3 separate regions of the Zea mays genome follow, and regions 1 and 3 are each linked to region 2. The links are chromatin contacts, called in public Hi-C maps. All regions are on one chromosome and are shown on one strand. Each heading gives the region's core, a stretch centred on a gene start, on an enhancer-like site or on the middle of the called end of the contact. The rest is flanking DNA. Distances are from core to core; before and after follow the strand shown. Region 1 holds the start of LOC100304231 (Pre-mRNA-processing protein 40C). Region 2 holds the start of LOC100304395. Region 3 holds the start of LOC100501878.

Region 1 (3,771 bases), core at 650-3,149, 310 kb before region 2:
GGGACAAAGAGCTATACCGATCTATGTTCATATGTAACCAGACCAACAGGTAAATCAATCGCATGTTTAGAAAGGAAAAAAGAAAGAAAAAAAGGAAAAGATTAGCTAGACAGCCATACATTGGCCCACCAGCACAACACTAGTTTCCCTAACCATATACAGGGCATGCATAACACACGGAGGCAAGGCAAAATTATTGTTATCTGTTCTTGGGTCCTTCGACAATCGCACTCCCTTTCCGTCACCCCTAAAACCACTGCTGCACAATCCACATTCAACCTTGACTGCAGCATCCCTTCTTGCGTCTCCTCCCTCACTAGAGAACATCAAACTTGATCTGAAGATCATTCAATCTCGTCAAAGATTGAAATTTGAAAAAGCTCTCAGTCTGTGTAAGCTTATCCGTCTGCTTTGTAAGAAAAGCATATCCGTATTGCTCTAGTTCTGTGTGACGACCATGCAGCAACAATGTGGTGACCCTATGACTACGTGAATCCAGACGTCGACCATCATCAGCCCCACTGTGTGCAACAGGGTCTCGACCCCATTTACAGATTTACTACGACTTACAAGGACCTTCAGATATACAATTGTGCATACTATGCTAAAATGTTAAATTGGCTGCGAGATGTGGAAGGTCAGTTGCGTTATCATCTTTCAGATAATCAATTTTGATTATGGAACATTTATAGATGTGACATAATGCAAAGCTATCACTGCTGGGTAGGTTTCTACTTTCTAGGCATTTGACAAATTCACAAAATTCTTCATGCACAGAATACACAAGCTAATCACATACAATGGAAATAACAAACGAATCTTGCTATCTATCGACCATAATATTCGATCAAAATAAAATAATTAAGCATGACAAAAAATCACAACGCTGTAGTAATAGCATGAGCTATGCAACATATAGTTAAATAGGCAATACCATGACCAAAATCATGGGTTAGCGTTAGCCATCTTTCATTTTCAAGTTAAACAGGCATTGGCAATAGTCTATCAACATGTCATCAACTCCATGTAGAAACTGAAATACTGTGTTATGTACAGCTAGCAAATTCACTAATGAATTTACGAGCATGGAGTTCCCATTATTACAAAAAGGTTTCTATAGAACACACCAAAGAGATTTATGACTATACACAGTTTGCATACAAAAGTCATTGACCATTGTACTGGTCCAAATGTCACTGCTCATCCTAAAAGCTAATCAGTAGAGTTCAGTCGCAATAGCTAACATTATCTCATTCTAGATGAAATTACAACCCTAGACATGTGGTCATACACAGAAACGCATCAGTGAAAAAGAAAACCATAAACGTAAGCATAAACAGTCAGCAACACAAGGCAGATAAGCTGCAGCAGCGAATATGTCAAAATGCCTACCGGAGAAGAGCATGGCTGTAGTGAAGCTGCAGCGCCGCCAACTTGGGGCGCTGGTGGCGCTCTCGGCAGTACGTTATAAGAAAAAGCTGCCGACGGAGACGGTGTCCCTGGCGCTATGTAGGATAGGGAGCCTGCAAATTGCGACCGCGGCGGCCCTGGCTCTGCGGGCGGGGCAGGAGAAACTAGCGGGGCGGGAGAAACGGGAGGAGGCGCTGCGGACGTGGCAGGTGAAGCGGGAGGAGTGGTGGCAAGCGCGGGACCGGAAGAGGCATCTCCAGCGTCTGCGGCCGCGACGGGAGATGGAATGGATGCCCCTGCCAATTCCGCCGCGGCGGCCGCTGGTTCCTCCACGGCGGCCGCTGGTTCCTTCGGGTCAGCTGCCTTTGCTGGAGAGGGTTCTTCGACGCCCACGTCGGAGACGGCCGACGCCAGCGTCGCCATGTTAGGGAGGTGGTTGGGGCCTAGGGTTTTGTGAAATCGAAGTGTCGTGTATTTCGCCCTCGCGGGAGAGAAGGCAGCGTAGTCCGGGGTGGAAGTGGAACCGTGGAAGAGAGAAGGATACGAGTTGGATTTCTCAAGTTGCCCCGTGGGCCGTAGGGCAGCTTTTTTCGAAGAAGCTTTTCGAGCTGGCATAAGGAGAAGCTAGTTGCGGAGAGAAGCCCTGCTGCTGCTTGTTGAAAAAGCAGCTTATCTGATAAGCTGGTGAAAAACAGCTTCTGCTTGTTGGCTGCTTTTAGGCCCTGTTTGTTTGGGCTTCTGGCAGTTTCTGGTCACCAAAAGCTGCTGCGGACTGCCAAACTCTCAGCTTTTCAGCCAGCTTCTATAAAATTCGTTGGGACAAAAATCATCCAAAATCAACATAAACACGTAATCGGTTGAGTCATTGTAATAGTAGGAATCCGTCACTTTTTAGATCATGAGCCCTATGAACAACTTTATCTTCCTTCACACGTAATCGTAATGATACTCAGATTCTCCACACAGCCAGATTCTTCACACAGCCAGATTTTCAGAAAAGCTGGTCAGAAAAAAGCTGAACCAAACAGGGCCTAATAGTGTATTCTGAAAAGCAGCTGAACTGATAAGCTGCTGCAGAAGTTAGCTGTTTGGCAGAACTTCTGCTTAAATTTGTGAAGAAGCTGAAAATAAGTTGTGCCAAACAGGACCAGAAACTAACTAATAAGGATCTAGGTATTTGACAACAAAATGCTTTATCATCTTACGAATACAAAAATTTTATAAATTAATTTAAACTGACAATACATAAGTTTTATAAGTAAACGGACCGTCGCTCACTCAGATTCTCACGGACGCGGCCTTCAGATGGCTTCGGACTTGACATGCTACTATTGCGGTCGTAGGAAGCGCTTCCCTGAGAAGCTAGGCCAGAATCCGGTCTTTTGGCAACCACCATGGGCTTTCGCCGGCCAGAAGCGGCTCGAAAGCTGAACCAAACACAACACGGGCGTAGTATGACCGCTACTGCGTTTAGGTTCTCGAAGCACTAGTGGCTCGATTGGATGGAAGCCTCGCAGGCACTGTCTGGCATTGGGAATTCAACTCCTGGCGTTGATGCTTGGGCCAAGCAAACTCTCGCCACCATCGTCCATCTTATAAACTCTTTCATATAAGCTAACTAGTCGATTGCTCGTGCATTGCAACGGCTCACAACAATATCCATGTAAACTATTTATTAGAAAAGATCTCAAGATTTTTTATTGATTGTCTCTGCTCTCCGCATAATATTTTTATTTGGCTAACTGGTTTTGTTGTTTACTCCATCCAATATGTCTTGGTACAACACGGTCAATGAAGTTGTTGGGGTCTTCTTCTCCGCCGAAGGTCCTCAAGACGAACATATTATCTAAGGGTTTTAACGGCGAATGTCGAAGCTACGACCGAAGGACGACAGCTTTGGCTTAAGGTGGCGACGAATGTCAAGCATGATGACGAGTTGTCATACCCGGATTTAAGGGATAAATCCGGTGTGTCTCATATGTGGGCCAAAGAAGAACAACACATATAATAACAAAGTGTATAGATAAATGTCACAAATATCATAAATGTCATTATTACATAGCGAAGTCTTACAAAAATAAATAATAAATATAAAGCGAACTAAATGTCCATCTATGACACCATAAAGCTAACTGGGAGACGCCACCTAGATCAACTCGTACTCCTCATTGTATGACTCCTCCTGGACCACCTATGTGGGGGACAGATATTCCTCGGGTCCACTAGAAGGCGAAAGGTCTTCGCGCGGGGTCTCAGACCAGTTACCCCGCAAGGCCATCCCTTCGTTGGCCGGGCAAAAGCTACTGGCAGAATGGGCCGATCTGAGAAGGCGACAGACTCGAGCCCAGGCAGTCCGTCAAA
Region 2 (3,672 bases), core at 659-3,158:
TTGCATCCGAGAACACTCGTATTTGTATTTGTATATGAAAATATTCATATTCGAATTCGAATCCGAATAAAAATATGAAAACAAATATGATTTATGTGATACGCGTTCGTATTCGATCCAATTATGTCCCAATCAGGGTTTAAGAAACCGGTTCTAGGGCTAAAACCGGCCACCACCGATAACCGATTTATCGCGATAAACAGGCGAAAACCGGTAGAAACCGGCCGAAATCGAGTTTGGACAGTTTTTGAATTCGAACCAGTTTCCAAACGATAGACCGACCGATACGGCCGATAAACCGGCCGATACGACTGATAAACCGGCCGCATAGAATCCAAAACCGATCCATATGTATTTTTGAAATAAAGCACATTGAGGTCCCATAATTTGAACAAAAGATGACCCAAACATTATCACAAGTCCAATAACAACATTTAGCAGTTCAAACACATTACATGACATTGTTTCATAGTTCACAAACAACATCGAAGATACAGATACATGTTTTATAGTTCACAGTTGATCCTCCATCGAAGATCATTCCCACGGGGCATTCCACTGATATTGTGTTTGTGCCATATTGTACTCCTCCGTTGATAGCAACATAATACCTTGGTCACGCATCAACTAGGCATTGTACTCTACCCAAGTCTGACCAGTCCACGCAGAAGTCGCACTCCACGACTCAACAAACATTTGGTAGTACTCAGGGTCCTCCCATTCGTACACCCACCTCGTTGGTTGCTGTGTTACCTCACCAACCGGATAATTGACATAGGGAAGCAGGGGTGAAGATGAACCTTGTCTTTCGTTGCTAGAATCGGGGGTCCAATATGCTTGCTGTAGGCCTTGGTGTCCGATCCCTGTGTGAGTGGTCCTACGCTACTCAGGGTCCTCCCATTCGTACACCCACCTCGTTGGTTGCTGTGTTACCTCACCAACCGGATAATTGACATAGGGAAGCAGGGGTGAAGATGAACCTTGTCTTTCGTTGCTAGAATCGGAGGTCCAATAATTTCAAATGATTTGAAGCCAAAAGGGGAAAAATTAACCTAACCCTACCCCTACTCGACAGCTCGGCTAATCGGCCCATCTGGCCGATTAATCGGCTCATATCACCGATAAACCGGCCTAACCGGCCGGTAAGCCGCGCGACGCGTCCTAGCCGATGCGCCCGATAAGCCGGAGCTAGCCGGCCGATTAGCCGCTCAAACCGGCCGATAAATCGCCTCAAACCGCTGGTTTACGGACTGTCGGGGAAGAGGGACTTACCGGCGGCTTTCCGCTCCAACCGGCCGGCTAGCCGGTTCTTATGGCCGGCTCGTCGTGCTCTGGCGGCGGACGGGCGATGTTTCGACCGGACGAGGCGTAGAAGCGGATGGGGAGCTCTGTGGAGCTGGTTGCGCGGTGTTAGGGTTAAGTATAGCCATAATGGGTCGGCCCATTTAGGAGGTGTTTTTTATTATTTTTTATTTTTTTTAACTTTTTTGATTTTTAGTTTGAATTCGGTAGTGTATTTTTAAATTTGGTTTCAGTGGAAAGTCTTAGAATAATCCATAGTATTTATAAGAAAATTTTCATCAAAATATTTCAAATTTTATAAAATTTCACAAATTCAAACTACAAAACCGGCCGGGCCCGATAACCGAAAAGCCGGCCGGTTTATCCGGTTCGCCGACCGGTTTCTCAAACCTTGGTCCCAATGTACCGGATCCTTACAAGATAGCCTAATGCAACCCGCTAAAGCTCGGACGCAACGCCGCTAGCCCTCTACCACCGGCATGGGCCCAAAATCATCTGCCCCTTTCGAGGTCCACTTGTCTGTCACGGTCTCTCACGGAGGCCGTATGCTCTCGGCGAGTCTTATCACCCCCCCTGACCTCGTTCTAATCCACACGAGACGAGGTCGAGGACTCTAGCACGACTCCAACTGCCACGCGAGCTGCGAGCGGCGAGCCTCATCAATCGATCACACGCGACGCGAGTACGAGTACGAGTATACGGCCACGAGCAGACGAGCTCCTCCGCCACCAGTGTCATCGCGCAGCCTCGCGCTCGTCCATGGCGTCCGTGTACACGGCGCCGCGCGCCCCGCTCCCGACGGTGGCGTCCTCCTCGTCATCCGCGCGGCAGGTGGATCCGAACCCTAGTGGAAGCCGCTTCCTCGCCGGGCGGCGCCTCCGCGTCGTCCGCCGCCTCGCCGGCGCGGCCCCGTCGCGGCGCGCTCCGTGGGTCTGCTACTCCGCGCGTAGCCCCGACGCGGACGCCGGCGATGAGCAACGCCGGCGGGGTTGGGACGCGATGCTCCACGACGCCTTCCAGGGTGCCGTGCGACGGTGGAGCGAGTACGTCAGCAATTACTGGCCCCTACCGCCCTCTGTGAAGGAGGCGGGTACGGGGAAGAGGGTTGGGAGTTCTTACGATGAGGAGGTGATGAATGGGGATGAAGAGGAGATGAAGGTTGGGGAGGAAGAGGGAAAGTGGAGCTGGGAGAGGTGGAAGCGGCATTTTGCTCTCATTGAGGAGAGCGAGCGTCTCGTTGATGAGCTCCAGGTTAATTTTATCCCGACCCATATACTTACTACAGTCTACATGGTAGTAATGCTTTAAATGCGGACGGAACTTGCTTATGACTCAACACTGGAGTTTTTACACCGCTTAACTTGCTAATTAGCAAGTTTGAAGACGTGGTTGAATGAAGCCGAAAATTTCCATTAGTATATGATACCAATCCTGGAAGTTTATTCTTTGAAATGCCCCTCAAAATAAGCTAGGGTTTCTTTGGTTAAAGGTACAATTGAACACAACACAATTGCACCATTGTATGGATATGATGTACACACTATTTTTCATTTAGCTTCCGCATCAGGATTTGTTACTTGAGTAGCGTGAGTCTAAAGAAAATTGCCTAACACAGATACTTTACACACTAGATTCATGCTAATTAACTGTTATGGGAGCTTTACTTAGGAAAAAAACTATTAAACTCACTCAAATTTGAACAGGCTGCTTTGAAGTTAATTTTTTTAATCAAATAGCACTGGTTGTTTGATGTATTACTTGAATCGACTTTGTAGGAGATGAAAGGGTTCTTTTATAAAAATCACTGACATACTCTATTTGCTGCATATGATATTCACTTATTTTCCACCGAACTGTTGACATGTTGTCAACAATACATCCCTTAACATTGCAACTCTTAGTATCAAACATTGAAATATCCATTTCATAATCAGCCCAGTCACCTGATGTAGGTTCACAAACCATGCATATGCATCATACTATTGGTTGAAGTTTCTTTATTCTGTTTGTACGTATAACCCCCTAACTTATGACATGTCGTCTACTTCATTCCAACCTAAAAAAAGGTATCGTGCATCCCAAACTATGTAATACAGTTCAAATAATCACTAGGGTGGGGTTTTCACCATGACATTTGGGCCTGCTTGTCAGGGATGACGGATGACACGTGGCGTTTTGTCCTATTTTTCTATCACCCGTTGCCCTCCCCCTCAGTCAGTCATCTCCCTATCTCCTGTTCTTCATTGGGGTATAGAAAATCCAAGGGCCATGCTGTCGCCAATGCACTTGTATTTTCATCTGGCTTGCTGGTGCTCTTGGTGGTTCATTGGGTTGCACTGGGGGGATAATGATGATATCGCATACGTGCTG
Region 3 (3,679 bases), core at 620-3,119, 330 kb before region 2:
TCTAACCACGGACCTTGCAAAATAAACTCCAGTGACAACAAGAAGGCAACTTTGGATCCCATGTTGAAAGCCTATCTTCTTTGCCATCATCATTCCAAGTCCAAAATGCATGAAAGCCTAGCAAATCATGGATTCAAATTTGTTGTTCCCTCTTTGAAAAAAAAATTCGCCAACAACCTTCTCCCAAGCAAGTTTAGCATCGCCTTTCACAAGAAAGGCCATCTTGGCAACAACATCCTTGGCCTCTGCTGACCTGCCTGCCTTCACCAAACCCTCTACCAAACCTTTAACAGCCTCAAATGGTGGTGCTGCCTTCATTGCAAAGCAGCTCTTAAAAATCCACAGCGCATCACCAAACTTCTGTTTCTCCACCAAACTCCTAAACAGCACCACATATATCTGCGAATGAGCAGACACACCCAAGTCACTTCTCCCCTCCCGCCTCTTCATCACCTTCATCTTCTTGAACACACGCATCGCTGCGCCGACATTCCCCTCCTTGCAATACCCCTGCATGATAGCATTGTAGGTAAGGTAATTCGGGGCTACCTCCTTTGATTCCATCACATCAAGCAGCTCCTCCCCCTTGGCTGTCTCGCCTTTCTTGGAGAACCACTGTATCCGGCTTGTTCAAGCTGATCTCATTCAAAAGCTTCTCAAACCCCTCCTCATCGTCCTGCACAGAGCAACCGGCGAGGACAGTGTTGTAAGATATGATGTCTGGGGCAGGGCGGTGCTTCGACTTGTTGTTGGCCATTTCGTCGAGCAGCATCCGAGCAGCAGCAAGCTCAGAGTTCTTGACCAGCGCGTGGAGGAGCACATTGTGGGAAGCGCGGCCGGGCGTGACCCCGTGCGAGGACTCCGCCAGGGTAATAGTGGACTTGATGTCATCGAGTCGGCCGGCGCGGAGGAACGCCGAGAGGGAAACGTCGGAGCGGGTGGCGGGGGCAGACGAGGAGAAGGCCCGGAGCGCATCGTCGGGTCCCGGGTAGAGGGAGAGCGCCCGCGCAAGGAGCCCCGGGGAGGGCGGGGCGGAGGCAAGGAGGAGGTCGAGGAGCGAGGCGGCGAGGTCGGGGCGGCGGAGGCGGTTCAAGCGAGAAGTGGCCAGAGAAAAGAGCTGGCGCGAGGTATGGAGGCGCGGGAAGTCATCGCTGGAGAGCGCGGAGGCGACGAGGGAGTAGATGTGGGCTGGATCAGACTCCGCGCGCACTGCGAGCTGGAGGTCGACCACGGAGGCGCGGGCGGGAGGACGGATGTGGCTTCAACGAAATAGAGACTCAGGCGAGGATTTCTCTATTATAAAAAAGTTGGGCATAGTCAATACTCTAAAATGGACATGTCAACTCCATTAACAGGTAACGATGATCTCAAACTCACGTCGTCATATTTCCGTTACCATATACGTGAGACCTGCTGCTCGCTCTTGCTGCCGTCCACGGACATGGCACTGACAATGTTGGAGACCACCGAGCAGCAGCTCCTCCCGTGCCAGCAGTCCGTCGAGCAGGGCGCTGGCGATGGCGGCAACGGCAAGGCCGCCGCTGCTGGCGCCGAGAAGGCTACCGTCATGCCAAAGGAGACGGGCCACGGCGGCGACGTCGACCGGCCGGACAGGGACCACATATGGAGCATGATTCAGGCACAGAATCCGCCGCTCGGAGACAGGCTCGGACGGCTTCTCCGATACCGATGGCTCGGCCGCCACCGACCGCTCGTGCCCCGGCTGCGGCGACGACGAGCGCGGGGGAGGAGGAGGTGGCCCCGCACGCGGCCCCGCCCAGGGCATTCCCGCTGCCGTCGCTGGCGCGGCGCAGGGTGGAGCCCACCACCATGGAGATCTCCACCACACATGGATTTCTCCGGCGGCGGCGGCGGCCGCAGCCACGCCGAGCCGGCCCGGTGGCTCGAGATCGCCCGGAAGCTACTCGTCGCGCGGGACCTGGTCGGCTGCAAGCGACTGGCGGAGCGCGCGGTTGAGGCTGACCCGTACCTCCCCGGTGCGGACGAGCTCCTCACCGTCGCCGACGTCCTCCTCGCCTCCCAGCGCCTGCTCCCCTCCGGCCGCCCCAATCCGGTCGGCGTGCTCCAGCTCCAGCCCGCCCCGGGCCTTGACCCCACCGCCGCCAAGCGCTCCTTCCACCGCCTCTCGCAGCTCGTGTCTTCCCCGCGTAATCCTCGTCCCGCCGCGGACACCGCTCTTCATTTCATCCAAGAAGCCTTTGCTGATCTCTCCAGCAACGCCTCGTCTGCTCCTGCCGTTCGCGGACACGATCACCCCTGCCCTGGACGAGCTGTACAGGAGGAGCGGCGACCAGCCGGAGACCGAGCAGCAGGCCGACGAGGAAGACGAAGAGGACGAGGTCGAGGTCGTGGAGAACGCGACGGGTATGGCTACCGCGCGAAGTCTTGGTCGGAGGCAGCGGCGCCCGGCTGCCGCGCGAAGGAGAACGCGACGGAGATAGAGGAGAACACGACGGAGATGGAGAACGCGACGGGGATGGAGGAGAACTGACGGCGACGGCGCTGGGGACGGAACCCGGTTTCAACGAGACTAATACTGCTCTGAATCCGTTAATGGAGTTGGCATGTCCATTTTAGAGTGTTGGCTATGCTCAGCTTTTCTATAGTGGAGAAACCCTCGCCTGAGCCTCTATTTCGTTGAAGTCGCATCCGTCGTGTTTCGTAATGTCAAATCTCTCCGCGGGCGGAGGTGAGCACAGCCGGGGTAGGGGTTGCGGTAGAGGAAGCCGAGGGATCGACGTCGGGTAGCGCGGAGAAGGTGCGGAAAAGGGTTAGGGCACGTAGGATGAAAACGAAAAAACCGTTTTGGTTTTACGAAAATGTTACGGTATATATTTGCATAGCCAATAAATGCTCTCATGATCATGCGTAGTGCTGGAAATTGGGTCGGGCCGGGCCAGCCCGGTCCAAGCCCATCGTGCTTCGTGCCAAACGGGTTCGGGTCAGGAAAGCCCAAATATTTTTTAGGCCGTGTCGTGCCAGACCGAAGTGTAAAAACAATGGCCTAACCCGACCCTAAACCACGTTGTGCCTTCGTTGGACCGTGCCAGCCCAAGCCCGGCCCGTATATTTGACCACATAAAATCAAAATATTACAACCATATATCGTTCATATCTTACTATATTAAACAATTCTAGCATCATTTAATCACATAAACTCTAAATATAACACCAATATAAAGTCGATATCTTACTAAATTAAAGAAATTAAACAAATTGGGCTTAATTGGGCCGTGTCGGCCCAAGCCCGGCCCATCTATGCGGGTCGTGCCGGGGGCCCGACGGGCCGGAATTTGAGGCCCGGCCTAGGCCCGCCTTCGGGCCATGCTAGCTCGGCCCATATTATTTCGTGCCGGACCGTGCTTTGGGCTCGTATTTTCGGGTCATGCTCGTGCTAGCCTGAAAAGTCCGGCCCATATTCCCAGCACTAATCATGCGTGACTGCGGAGCGCCTATCACCTTGGTGGCTTGGTACGGCACTCAAAAATGCACGTTGGGTTGGGCCACCAAGAAGACTTCGACTAGGGAGACAAAGAATGGAATTGAAGAAGGCAACATAGTCTAAGATAACAGAATGGAATACCAACCAACTAGTAAGGTTGTCTCCAACATACGCCAGCTAAAAGGAGCAGGCATTTAGCATGTTGGCTGAAGTATG

The links. A called contact is a pair of places that touch in the nucleus more often than the background predicts.
Region 1: a Hi-C map of leaf shows a contact between it and region 2, with 3 times the contacts expected there. The contact joins the promoter of LOC100304231 here to the promoter of LOC100304395 in region 2. A contact is called at or near these places in 5 of 25 Hi-C or Micro-C datasets (ear and leaf).
Region 3: a contact with region 2 is called in a Hi-C map of leaf, with 6 times the contacts expected there. The contact joins the promoter of LOC100501878 here to the promoter of LOC100304395 in region 2. A contact is called at or near these places in 6 of 25 Hi-C or Micro-C datasets (ear, endosperm, leaf and 1 more).

What each region holds. Positions count from the first base shown.
Region 1 is chr5:28,036,303-28,040,073 of Zm-B73-REFERENCE-NAM-5.0, reverse strand. LOC100304231 (Pre-mRNA-processing protein 40C) reads right to left here and starts at 1,899. Exons shown (of 16, transcript NM_001347126.1): 1 at 1,393-1,899. The coding sequence starts at 1,833.
Region 2 is chr5:27,721,729-27,725,400 of Zm-B73-REFERENCE-NAM-5.0, reverse strand. It overlaps LOC100304395, which reads left to right and starts at 1,908. Exons shown (of 12, transcript NM_001165831.1): 1 at 1,908-2,553. The coding sequence starts at 2,062.
Region 3 is chr5:28,054,442-28,058,120 of Zm-B73-REFERENCE-NAM-5.0, reverse strand. It overlaps LOC100501878, which reads right to left and starts at 1,869. Exons shown (of 1, transcript NM_001196518.1): 1 at 452-1,869. The coding sequence starts at 1,786. The coding sequence ends at 1,382. It also overlaps the pseudogene LOC118471947.